2 separate regions of the Zea mays genome follow, and region 2 is linked to region 1. Evidence: chromatin contacts called from public Hi-C data. All regions are on one chromosome and are shown on one strand. Each heading gives the region's core, a stretch centred on a gene start, on an enhancer-like site or on the middle of the called end of the contact. The rest is flanking DNA. Distances are from core to core; before and after follow the strand shown.

Region 1 (5,463 bases), core at 1,242-3,741:
ATGGCACAAAAGAAGGGTTCCGCTTTGGTGCTCAGAGCCTACCTCCAAAACTTGCTGCCACTCCTTACTAGTAAGCTGACAAAAAGAAAGCATGAAATTCAGTCAAAGCAAACAAAATCAGCATGGGATTACAAATGCAGAGAAGTGCATCTGGATGTTCAAAAGAACCTATGGAAAAATAAAGGATACCCAAAACTTCAATATCCAAGATTTAATTTGATGAACATCAAGAGAAAGACATAGGGACGGACCTTGTGCAAAATGATGTCAAATGGACCTTGTTCAGAGAGGGGGCAAGTCTCATCAATTGATACGAAATGAATGCCTTTCTTCCTAAACAAATCCAGTTTTACAAAAGGCTCATCAAACGGTATAAAACCAAGGCAGGTAACAGTATAATGGTCATATTAACAAGCATGGACTAGCAGGATCATCTAAGAGCAACAACTGAAAAAATATTAAGGCCCCGTTCGGTTACTAGGGATTGAAGCTCAGGATTGATTTCTAGCCGGATTACTTCTCTAATTTATATAGATTTCGATGAGTTGGAATGAATCCGGGTCTGTTCCGGTAGAAGCGAACAGGCCCTAAGGCAGCTTCAACACCTCAATATAATAAATAAATAAATAAATAAATATTTGTGAAACTAAAGTAGCAAGGGTAATCACATCTGGGAGACAAAATTTAAGATTTCCTGAGTTACATAGGCTCTACTTGATTTTGAACAAGGACGCGAAGAAATAATATATAAACCTATCCAAAGCAAACTTAAGGTTGACTGACAAAATAATATAGCCTGTTATTGTATGATCTTATATCCCTGTAGCAACTTAAAGCCACATATTATCGAAGTTTCATCATAAGCTTTGTTGATTCAGAAACTTCATGTTCTTCCAATATAACAAAAAATAATGACCTAAGTGAATCACGAATATATGTTATCTGGTGTAAATATATGACTAATATTCTCCAACTACACAATACACACACTAATGATAACAATTTAATTCGCTGGAAGCCAACAGGTACACCGTAAGCATCAAACATTTCCTATTTTCATGTACCTGAGACTTGTAATAAACAAATCTATAACAATAAATATAGTTGATTCAGAAGTCAAATGCTTGAAAGACTTATTGAAACACGCAAAATCTATACAAACTATGCTTCAAAAGAAATATGAAATAATTCTCTTGTCGCAGAGAAAACAAAAATGTCCCTGTTCCAATTATTTCATTTCCTTTTTCCACCATCTTTTATCGATGTGAGCATGTGCCAAGCCTTGGTCAAGTCATAATATCCACATTGTACTATAATTTGAGGTGACTCTTAATTCAAAAAAGTTTTACTCTTTGCCAAATAGTCTGGCAGATTATTTTGGTCATCTGGTCATTTTAAACACATATCCAAGACATGTGATGTAGTTATCCATAAGAATATTCCAACATGAGAGTCCAAGATGCCATCCAAATGAAATTTGCATGTAAAAATAGATGGATACTAAAAGTTTGAACTAGAATTAACATTTGACAAACAAGCCTCCCAGACTGCTTCCAAAACACTAGTAAAATAATATACGCCCCCCAGTCCATAGCTATAAAACTCATGCAGAAGCCACTAGGGCCTAGGCATCCACTTAACTACTTAAGTGTTATGATATCGACATTCCTTGTCCACAGAGAAAATGCAGTCAATTCCATTCCATCCAAAACAATAGAAACCAAATCAATTAACAATAAAATCAGCTCCTGCAATTCCTACTCTACTGAATCAAAAAAAAAACTTCCCTTTAGAGAATTTGTCCAAGAAGGGTAACAGCATAATCTGGTCAGAATGCAGATTGAACATTTAATAAATGCCCCCACTCATCCCAAGTTTTAATCCACTAACCATCATTTCCATTTCGTTCGCGTTGGTCCATAAAAATTAAATGAAACAGAAATCATATCCCTTTCAGTCAACCAAATCAGCCATCACAGTCCACAGCACACGCCTCTTCTCCTAGGAGAACCACACAAAAGATTCCAGCGTTGACGCTGGGGATCAGCAGGTCTATTCTTTACCTGGCCAGCGCGAGCAGCTTGGGCTGCAGGAAGCTCTTGACTTTCTTCTTGGTGAGGGCGTACCCCACCACCAGCGGCTGCACCACGGAGGCGGGAGGCGGCGAGGAGGGCACCGTTTCCCCAACCACAGCCACGGCCGCCTCATCGTCCGACACCTCGCCGTGCACCCTCATCCCCGCAAACCCTAACCCCGTCGAGGAATGGCAATGAAACCGTCCACAAGGAAAAATACTTCAAAAAATCGGAGAAATCCAGAAAAAAATCGGAAGCGATCGGGGCATCTAGAAATTCGCGGACAGGGACGGTTCAAGGTGGAAGATTTTAGGAGAAGAGAAGATGATTTTTTTCGCAGCCTTTTTTTCTTTTTTGGAGCTTTAATGGCGAGGCGAGTGTGAAGAGAGAGAAAGGGACGAAGGGGAGTCTAGAGAAGAAGGAGAGGGAGAGCGGGAGGGTATTTGTAGACGTAAAGGGACCATGAGCACGGCCCACGTGGCTGCTGCTCGGATCCTCTACGGCTGCGCAAACCTTTATAGCTTTCTCTTGAAAATTAGCTCACAAAAATCATCATATTATCCTTATGCGTATACATGCGCGACTTAGGGGTGTTTAATTTCTCTAGCTAAAATTTAGTTCGTGTCATATTAAATATTTAAATATTAATTAGGTGTATAAAATATAAATTTTATTAAGTTTAATAAATTCATATTATCTTTTGGTCTTCATTTGTGTAATTAGTTTTATAATCAGACTATATTTATACCTGTAATTATCATCCAAATATTCGACGTGACAGGAGCTAAACTTAAGTTTGAGGTGAGAGTGTTTGGTTTTAGGTACTGTTGACATCTTTTCGGGCGCCATTCACTATAATGAGAACCGGCGGCGGTGCTCTATGCACAGGCGCGGACGGTCCGCGGCCAGGGGCCAGACTGTCCGCGACCTAGCGCAGGGCTTGGGTTTCCTGTCTGACGTGCCGGAGGGTCCGCGCGTGCGCAGGGGCGGCGGAGTTCACTGCCGGAGGGACCCCGTCGGGGAGGACAGATCCTAGGTGTTGTTTAGGCTCGGCAGACCGACCTAGACTCATCTGATCGACGTAGAGGCTAAGAGAAGCGGAGAATTTGAGGATTGGAAGACTAAACTAGAACTAGACTAGAACTACTTCTAAGTGTACGATAAAATGCGAATTGTATTGATTATTGATTTGATTGTTGATCATTAATCGGTCGTATTCCTCTGTATTTATAGAGGAGGGGGCTAGACCCGTTACAAACAAATTCCCCGAGCTAATTCCGTGAATCTAGCCAACAGCTGTAGCAAGAAACTCGGAACCCTAATTGGCTCTAAGCGCGCATGGGCCGTCCAGCCTCAGGGTCGGACCGTCCGGTCGCTCAATTTGGTGCTCAACATATGCCCCCTGCCTTTTCGAGGAGCTAGGCGAACCAAAAGCAACTAACCTGATGTGATCACATCGGCTTTCTTAGGCATCTTGCCACCTACTAGGATGGTACGCAAGGGTCTTGGTCACGATGGTTAACCCAACGGACGTGACTTGTTTAGCTTTGATCGAACTGTCAGTCCAACACCGTCGAGCGTTGTACTGGTCCTGACCAATTTGTCATCTTGCTTTCCTAATTTTCTAAGTGTTATGGCGTAGCTCCATAGTCGACCAGGTCTTCTCCTTGCAGGTCGTCTTCCTCCATGGGTGTCGGTACGTCGTTGGAGGTGTCCTGGTGTAGTGCGGACGGTCCGACCTTAGAGGTTGAACGGTCTGTGCCTTGTACGGGTGGTCCGGCCTTTATAGCCGGATTGTCTGCCATACCTGCAGAGAGCTGCATAGATGTTCTTTTATTTTCTGTCTTTGTGGTCGTTTGCTTTTCCTCAATGGCCTTTGGTCTCCATCTCTTTTGCGGTGGTGGATACTGCGGATGTGTGTCATTTAATATTTTTTCTGCCTCCTTTTCCTGATTCTCCTTTGCTCTGAGGCGCTGTAATTTTCGCTTTTGCGATCGTGTCAATCCCGATGGGCACCATCGGGGCATGGAGTATTTTGGATCGACTGTTTTGTTGACAGCCGCATCTTCTTTTTTGTTTTTGTTAGCCAATTCACCAAAAATCATCGCCCTTTCGTTATTTTGTCGTACGACGACATCTGTTGTTCCTATTTTAATGACATTCCCTTTTATCGTATTGTTGGAGGTTGTAGCTATATGCCCCCCTGCCGGATTAGTCAGCCTTTGGGCCGAGTTGTCCGGTAATCTTGCTGGCCCTGTGCTCGTGGACCAATTGAGGGGCTCTCAATCGGTCTTATACTGGAGGCGTCAACCTGTCAAAAACAGATGATTGAGGTGCCCCAGGAGGGGTATTATGGTATCCCGAATGGATATGGTGGCGCGCCCCACATCTGATTCGGGATATATAGTGGCAGTGGTATGTATGTATAATGACATGACATGGGTGTATGTGGAGGTGGAGGTGTCCACGCAGGTGCGTTAGGTCTTAATTGAATATTATGACCTCTCGTCCTTTCCGATTGGTGAGGTGGTCCTGAAAGTCGCCTAGAGGGGGTGAATAGGCAAATCTGAAATTTATAAAGTTTAAGCACAACTACAAGCCGGGGTTAGCGTTACAAATATAATCGAGTCCGAAAGAGAGGGCGAAAACAAATCACAAGCGAATAAAAGCGGATGACACGGTGATTTGTTTTACCGAGGTTCGGTTCTTGCAAACCTACTCCCCGTTGAGGTGGTCACAAAGACCAGGTCTCTTTCAACCCTTTCCCTCTCTCAAACGGTCACTTAGACCGAGTGAGCTTCTCTTCTCAATCAACCGGGACACTAAGTCCCCACAAGGACCACCACACAATTGGCGTCTCTTGCCTTGATTACAATTGAGTTGGAAACAAGAAAGAAGGAAGAAGAAAAGCAATCCAAGCGCAAGAGCTCAAAAGAACACATAAGTCTCTCTCTCTAGTCACCAATTTGTTTGGAGTGATTGCGGACTTGGGAGAGGATTTGATCTCTTTGTTTGTGTCTTGGAATGAAGTCTATAGCTCTTGTATGAGGTTTGATGGTTGAAAACTTGGATTCATTGAAGTGTGGTGGTTGGGGGTATTTATAGCCCCAACCACCAAAATAACCGTTGGTGAGGGCTTCTGTCGTATGGCGCACCGGACAGTCCGGTGCGCCACCAGACATTGTCTGGTGCGCCAGCCACGTCACCAGGCCGTTGGGTTCCGACCGTTGGAGCTTCTGACAACTGGGCCACCGGACAGTCCGGTGGTGCACCGAACAGTCACTATTCACTGTCCGGTGCGCCTTCTGCGCCTGCTCTGACTTCTGCGCACGCAGTCGCGTAATGTAGTGTTTCACTGTAGCGTTGCAGACGACCGTTGGCGCTTGGA
Region 2 (5,463 bases), core at 2,061-4,560, 84 kb after region 1:
ATTGTCCTAGAGGAGGATGGCAATGATGCTCCTAAAAGGAGCAAGAGACAAAGGGTTGAAAAATCCTTTGGTGATGATTTCATTGTGTACCTTGTGGACGATACTCCTACTACCATTGCAGAAGCATTTGCATCTCCAGATGCAGATGATTGGAAAGAAGCAGTTCATAATGAGATGGACTCCATTCTTTCAAATGGTACATGGGAAGTCACTGATCGACCCTATGGATGCAAACCTGTGGGTTGTAAGTGGGTGTTTAAAAAGAAGCTCAAGCCTGATGGTACAATTGAAAAGTACAAGGCTAGGCTTGTGGCTAAAGGCTATACTCAGAAAGAAGGAGAAGACTTCTTTGAGACTTACTCACTTGTTGCTAGAATGACCACTATTCGAGTACTACTTTCTTTGGCTGCCTCGTATGGTCTCCTTGTTCATCAGATGGATGTAAAGACAGCTTTTCTAAATGGAGAGCTGGACGAGGAAATCTATATGGAACAGCCTGATGGATTTGTAGTAAAGGGTCAAGAAAGCAAGGTGTGCAAGTTATTGAAATCTCTGTATGGTCTGAAGCAAGCACCAAAGCAGTGGCATGAGAAGTTTGACACGACTCTAACGTCTGCAGGCTTTGCCATTAATGAGGCAGACAGGTGTGTATATTATCGCTGTGGTGGGGGCGAAGGAGTTATATTGTGCTTATATGTTGATGATATATTGATATTTGGCACAAACATTGATGTGATCAATGAAGTCACGTCTTTTCTATCAAAGAGTTTTGATATGAAAGATCTGGGAGAAGCTGATGTGATTCTAAACATCAAGCTGATTAAGGCAGATGGTGGGATTACTCTCTCGCAATCTCACTATGTTGAAAAGGTTTTGAAGCGATTTGGCTTCTCTGAGTGCAAACCTTCTCCAACACCTTATGATCCCAGTGTGACACTGCGAAAGAACAAGAGAATTGGTTTAGACCAATTGAGATACTCTCAGATTGTCGGTTCACTCATGTATCTTGCTGGTGCAACAAGGCCCGATATCTCGTTTGCTGTGAGCAAATTGAGTAGGTTCATGTCAAACCCCGTGACTGATCATTGGCATGCACTTGAGCGGGTTATGCGCTACCTGCAAGGTACAATGAGTTATGGAATTCACTATTCTGGTCAGCATGCAGTACTTGAAGGATATAGTGATTCGAATTGGATATCTGATGCAGACGAGCTTTATGCCACCAGTGGTTATGTCTTTACTATTGGTGGAGGTGCGGTGTCATGGAGGTCATGCAAGCAGACCATTTTGACGAGGTCAACCATGGAAGCCGAGCTAGCTGCACTTGACACAGCAACCGTTGAGGCAGAATGGTTGCGTGAACTCTTGATGGACTTGCCGGTGGTTGAGAAACCAATACCAGCTATCCTAATGAACTGTGACAATCAGACAGTGATTGCTAAAGTGACGAGTTCTAAGGATAATGGAAAGTCATCAAGACATGTCAAAAGACGTTTGAAGTCTGTCAGAAAGTTGAGAAACTCCGGAGTTATAAGTGTGACTTATATTTCAACAGATAAAAATCTGGCAGATTCTTTTACCAAGGGATTACCACGTAATGTGATAGAAATCGCATCGAGAGAGATGGGTATGAGACCCGAATAAAGTTGCCATGGTGGAAACCCAGTCTATGTGATCGGAGATCCCGTGAATTAGGTCCTGGGAAGAACAAGCCATTGGTGAACTGGAGAGTAGCCTTTGACCCTCTCTAAGTAAAGATGCAATACTCTCAAATGCTGTAAGGCAGGTTGGCTTTGTGCCTTAATGTGTTCTGTTGGCTTGTATTAGCGAAGATGTTGTCCTGCAGAACATTCTTTGAAAGAACACACCTATATGAGTTAGACTGTCTAACGTCGCAGTCTATGAGATCTGGGTGATCTCTAGTAAATTCATGAAGAGACCTTGGAGTACGACGTATATGCTCCACCCGAGAAGGGGACTACTGGTAGCCAAGTACTGGTCATGACTTCAAGTGAAACCCATTCACGCAAAACTTGCAATTCAAGGCATAGTCCATTATCCAAGTTGTGGGTTGGTGTAGCTTGGAGTTCTAGGCGGAAGTTCAACTTAACAGTCTCTGCTGAAAAACTAGTATATTAAACAGTAGTGAACAGTGGCGAAAATTGCAGATGGGCATTTGAGATCTGGTGGGGGATTGTTAGGATTTATGGGCTAGGCCCAATTGGGAAATTCGAATAAATCCCAGGAAAATCACAAAAGCCCATATAAGTGGATGGCTAAGGAATATGTGGAACCAATAGCACCATATTGCTAGCTCTAGTGGAGTAGAGCTAGCTTAAATATGAAAGCCACACTCACTCACCAAGTCATGGATGAGAGGAGAGTGTGTGGAGAGCCACACACGTGCGCGCGCTCGCTCGCCTCGCCTGGCCGGGCCGGGCCGGGGCGAAGGGCGCGGGCGCACGACATGCGCGTGAATGGTCCACCGAAATCCGGCCCCTCGCCTTGCGGGGGCGCGGCTACCTTTTGCCGTTTGATTTTTTGGTTTCTTGGCTGTTACGCTTATCCTAACCGATTGCTATAAAATCTCAACTGATTGCGAGATTTTCGTGGGCGGATAAGCACGGGGTCGCGGACTCGGCCCTATAAAAGGAGCCCGGCAGCCAGCCTCCAAATTATCCCAGTTTCGCTTTCGCCTCTCTTCATAGCTGAACCGCCTTTTAGTTCCCTTCGTCCCGACCGCAGAGGTGCATCTGCGATCAGGAGAGCAGGTCTCCGGAACCCTTCGTCTTCTAGATCCTGCACCGGGAGAGGGCGAATAAGGTTTTTGGGAAGCGTCTTCACGCGACTGCTCGTGATCTGCTGACCTCGTCGACCCTGCTGATTTCGCTACTTCGACATCGTCGACCCTGCTGATTCCGGCGCGTGCCATCTATCTGTAAGTCTAATCAGTACGCATCATCTGATTTGGCTTGTTATTTCAGTTCTTCTGATTTGGTCATGATTTATATTCGGAATTTAAACTGAAATTTGTCTAATTATTCAACAGTTTCTACAAATATATTTTGCTCATTGACCAAATACTAACAAAGTCCCACAGCATCATTGGTCTCTTTTGAATATGATTTGAACGCACCTAACATTCTTAGCCTGCTCAAAAGCTAATTATGGGGCAATGAGTATGATATTTGGAGAATATGTAAAGGACAAGTTGTAGCTTGTTCAAGTTGACTATTGTCGAAAAGTTGACCGAACAAGAGAGTTCCTCAATTCCTCTCGCTAAAGCAGTAGTGGCCCATCCATCTTTTGGCCTAGCATGGATCAGTAGTGCTGCAGGCAGCAGGCCCATCAGCGCGGATCTGCCAACCGACACAGAGCTCACAATCATAAAATTACAGATGCAAGTTTTTGTGTTTTAACAACTCCCTTGTGTTCAGCCTATCATGTATAAGGAGACAACAGAATACTTTGTGTTTCAGCTCACACGAAGAACTCCAGAGCCATCTTATTGCCTGATAAATAAAGGATGAACCCAAGAACCTTCTGTATACTTTATTTGAGGAGAACGGTAAAGAACCACAAATATACGATCAAGAGTCTTTAACATTGAGTTGATCGATGTGGCAGAGTTGTGATGATTATCTGGAACTGTAAGAATTAATTGAGAATAGGCCTATTCAGATAATGGGAGTTGAAAGCGATCATGAGCTTCACGAAGTTCTAGAGATTTTGCCAAAGAAATATCTAGATTAGTGGCAAATGAATGTAACTCTAGAAAGTCCACACTTAAAATCTTTTCATTCCATAGATAATCCCAAAGAAAGATAAATGTTACTAGCAAATTTTGAATTATGTGTCAACAGCCTTTTTTCTAGATGTTGGAAGATGATCATTGGAATAGTATCTCTCTCGAAGTAAACTCACCGAAGGAATTATTCTTTATTAAAGTATACATGGAGGTGCTTCAGCAAAAGAGCCTCATTCTTAAATTTATTATACATAAACCTCTTTCAATTGGGCCTTTGAACCATTTTCCATGATGCACTCTCGGAGTGTTCTTTTCATATATCTAATTTGAATTTAATTTTACAACAATTTGGGTAGTGCTGGTGCTATACAAGTTACTGAAGGCCGCATAGATGTCCGGCAAGCAAAATCGCTTGGGGAACATGTCACTGGGGCTAGTTTAGCAACCCTGTTTGAAACTTTTATTTTTTTATAGAGAAATTAGTTTATTTTTTCGTGTGAAAATAAGGATCTCTTGAAAAAAATAGAGTTGACAAACTAGCCCTACAAAGGAAATAAAATAATTCGCTGTTTGAAAGAAAACCTCAGTACACTTGTGTCGTTGAAAATTGATGATGAAGATGAGGATACATCAACAGGGCACTTAATTTGAGTATAATAATACCCTTGTCATCCATGTGATGTATCACACCAAAATAAAAAAGAAAAACAAATAATTGAGTTCGTCTGTCTGCAGGAAATGTGTTGACCATGTGAATCATGCATCCAATAAAAAAATAGTGGCTGGTAGATACGGTGGCCTTCCATCCCGCTACGTGTAACGCGTGCACATCACTTCATTTGTGATGTGGATGTACACGAAAGATTTGTCCGTGTTTTCTTTTGACAACATTTTTGTCTGTGTTGGATAGGGATGGGTGCCAGCTTGGAAATTAGAATGAATCTGCGTGAAATGCTTGGGGAGTTAGAATAGATCTGAGTGAAAATACATGTTTTGACGTGTAAAGCATGATGCATAAACTAATTGATAAGTATTCCCTCTCTTTTTAATTATAAGTTATTTTAAATTTTAAAGTTAAAGCATATTAAATTCAATCAAAATTATAGAAAAAACTATAAAGGTTTGTGATATCAGATTAATATACTATAAAATATAATTACTAAAAAGATTTAATAATAATTATTGGAAGGCGATTCGGCCGCGCTTGCCAAAATATGTATGGAAAATCTGATGATTTTGGAGGCGTTCAATTATGAGCAAAAATCATGGGAGCTGTTACTATCAAGCACGTGCATGCGCAAGTACGAAAAGCGGCCTGCCAGGTGGTGGAGACCAGATACACACTACTACCTACAATAATAAATTTTAGAGAAACCATATTTCAGTTTCCAAGGTATTAGAACAAAGCATATGTCTAAAAAGTAGTCAACGTACAATGGCCATAACCCTTCTCTAGAAATTGACTATAGAAGTGGATCTATTAAAAAAGTACCTATAAAAACAGGGCTATTTTCAAAAGCAATCTTGTCAAGGAAAATCATTTTCAGCAGTGGCATGCCTATAATTCACATACAATTTGGTAAGGTTCATATATAGTAATTTGATAAAAAAAGATGAAATTTGTATGGAAATTTGATGTATGGGTACTCGTTAAGATAACACACCTTAAAATTCCAAAAAATTGAGCTCGCATAATGGGTGATGCACCTACTTTG

The links. A called contact is a pair of places that touch in the nucleus more often than the background predicts.
Region 2: a Hi-C map of leaf shows a contact between it and region 1, with 5 times the contacts expected there. The contact joins the enhancer-like site here to the promoter of LOC100282992 in region 1. A contact is called at or near these places in 5 of 25 Hi-C or Micro-C datasets (bundle sheath, ear and leaf).

What each region holds. Positions count from the first base shown.
Region 1 is chr1:111,713,441-111,718,903 of Zm-B73-REFERENCE-NAM-5.0, forward strand. LOC100282992 (Inositol-tetrakisphosphate 1-kinase 3) reads right to left here and starts at 2,492. Exons shown (of 10, transcript NM_001155896.2): 1 at 2,064-2,492; 2 at 252-333; 3 at 43-75. The coding sequence starts at 2,236.
Region 2 is chr1:111,796,656-111,802,118 of Zm-B73-REFERENCE-NAM-5.0, forward strand. No RefSeq gene overlaps it. Among protein-coding and RNA genes, the nearest start is that of LOC100282992, 83 kb to the left of the region's middle. Within about 2 kb of position 3,311, at least 10 of the 20 cell types and tissues checked have an H3K27ac peak or open chromatin away from gene starts, as enhancers often do. A contact at or near this core is called in bundle sheath, ear and leaf, where this site is marked.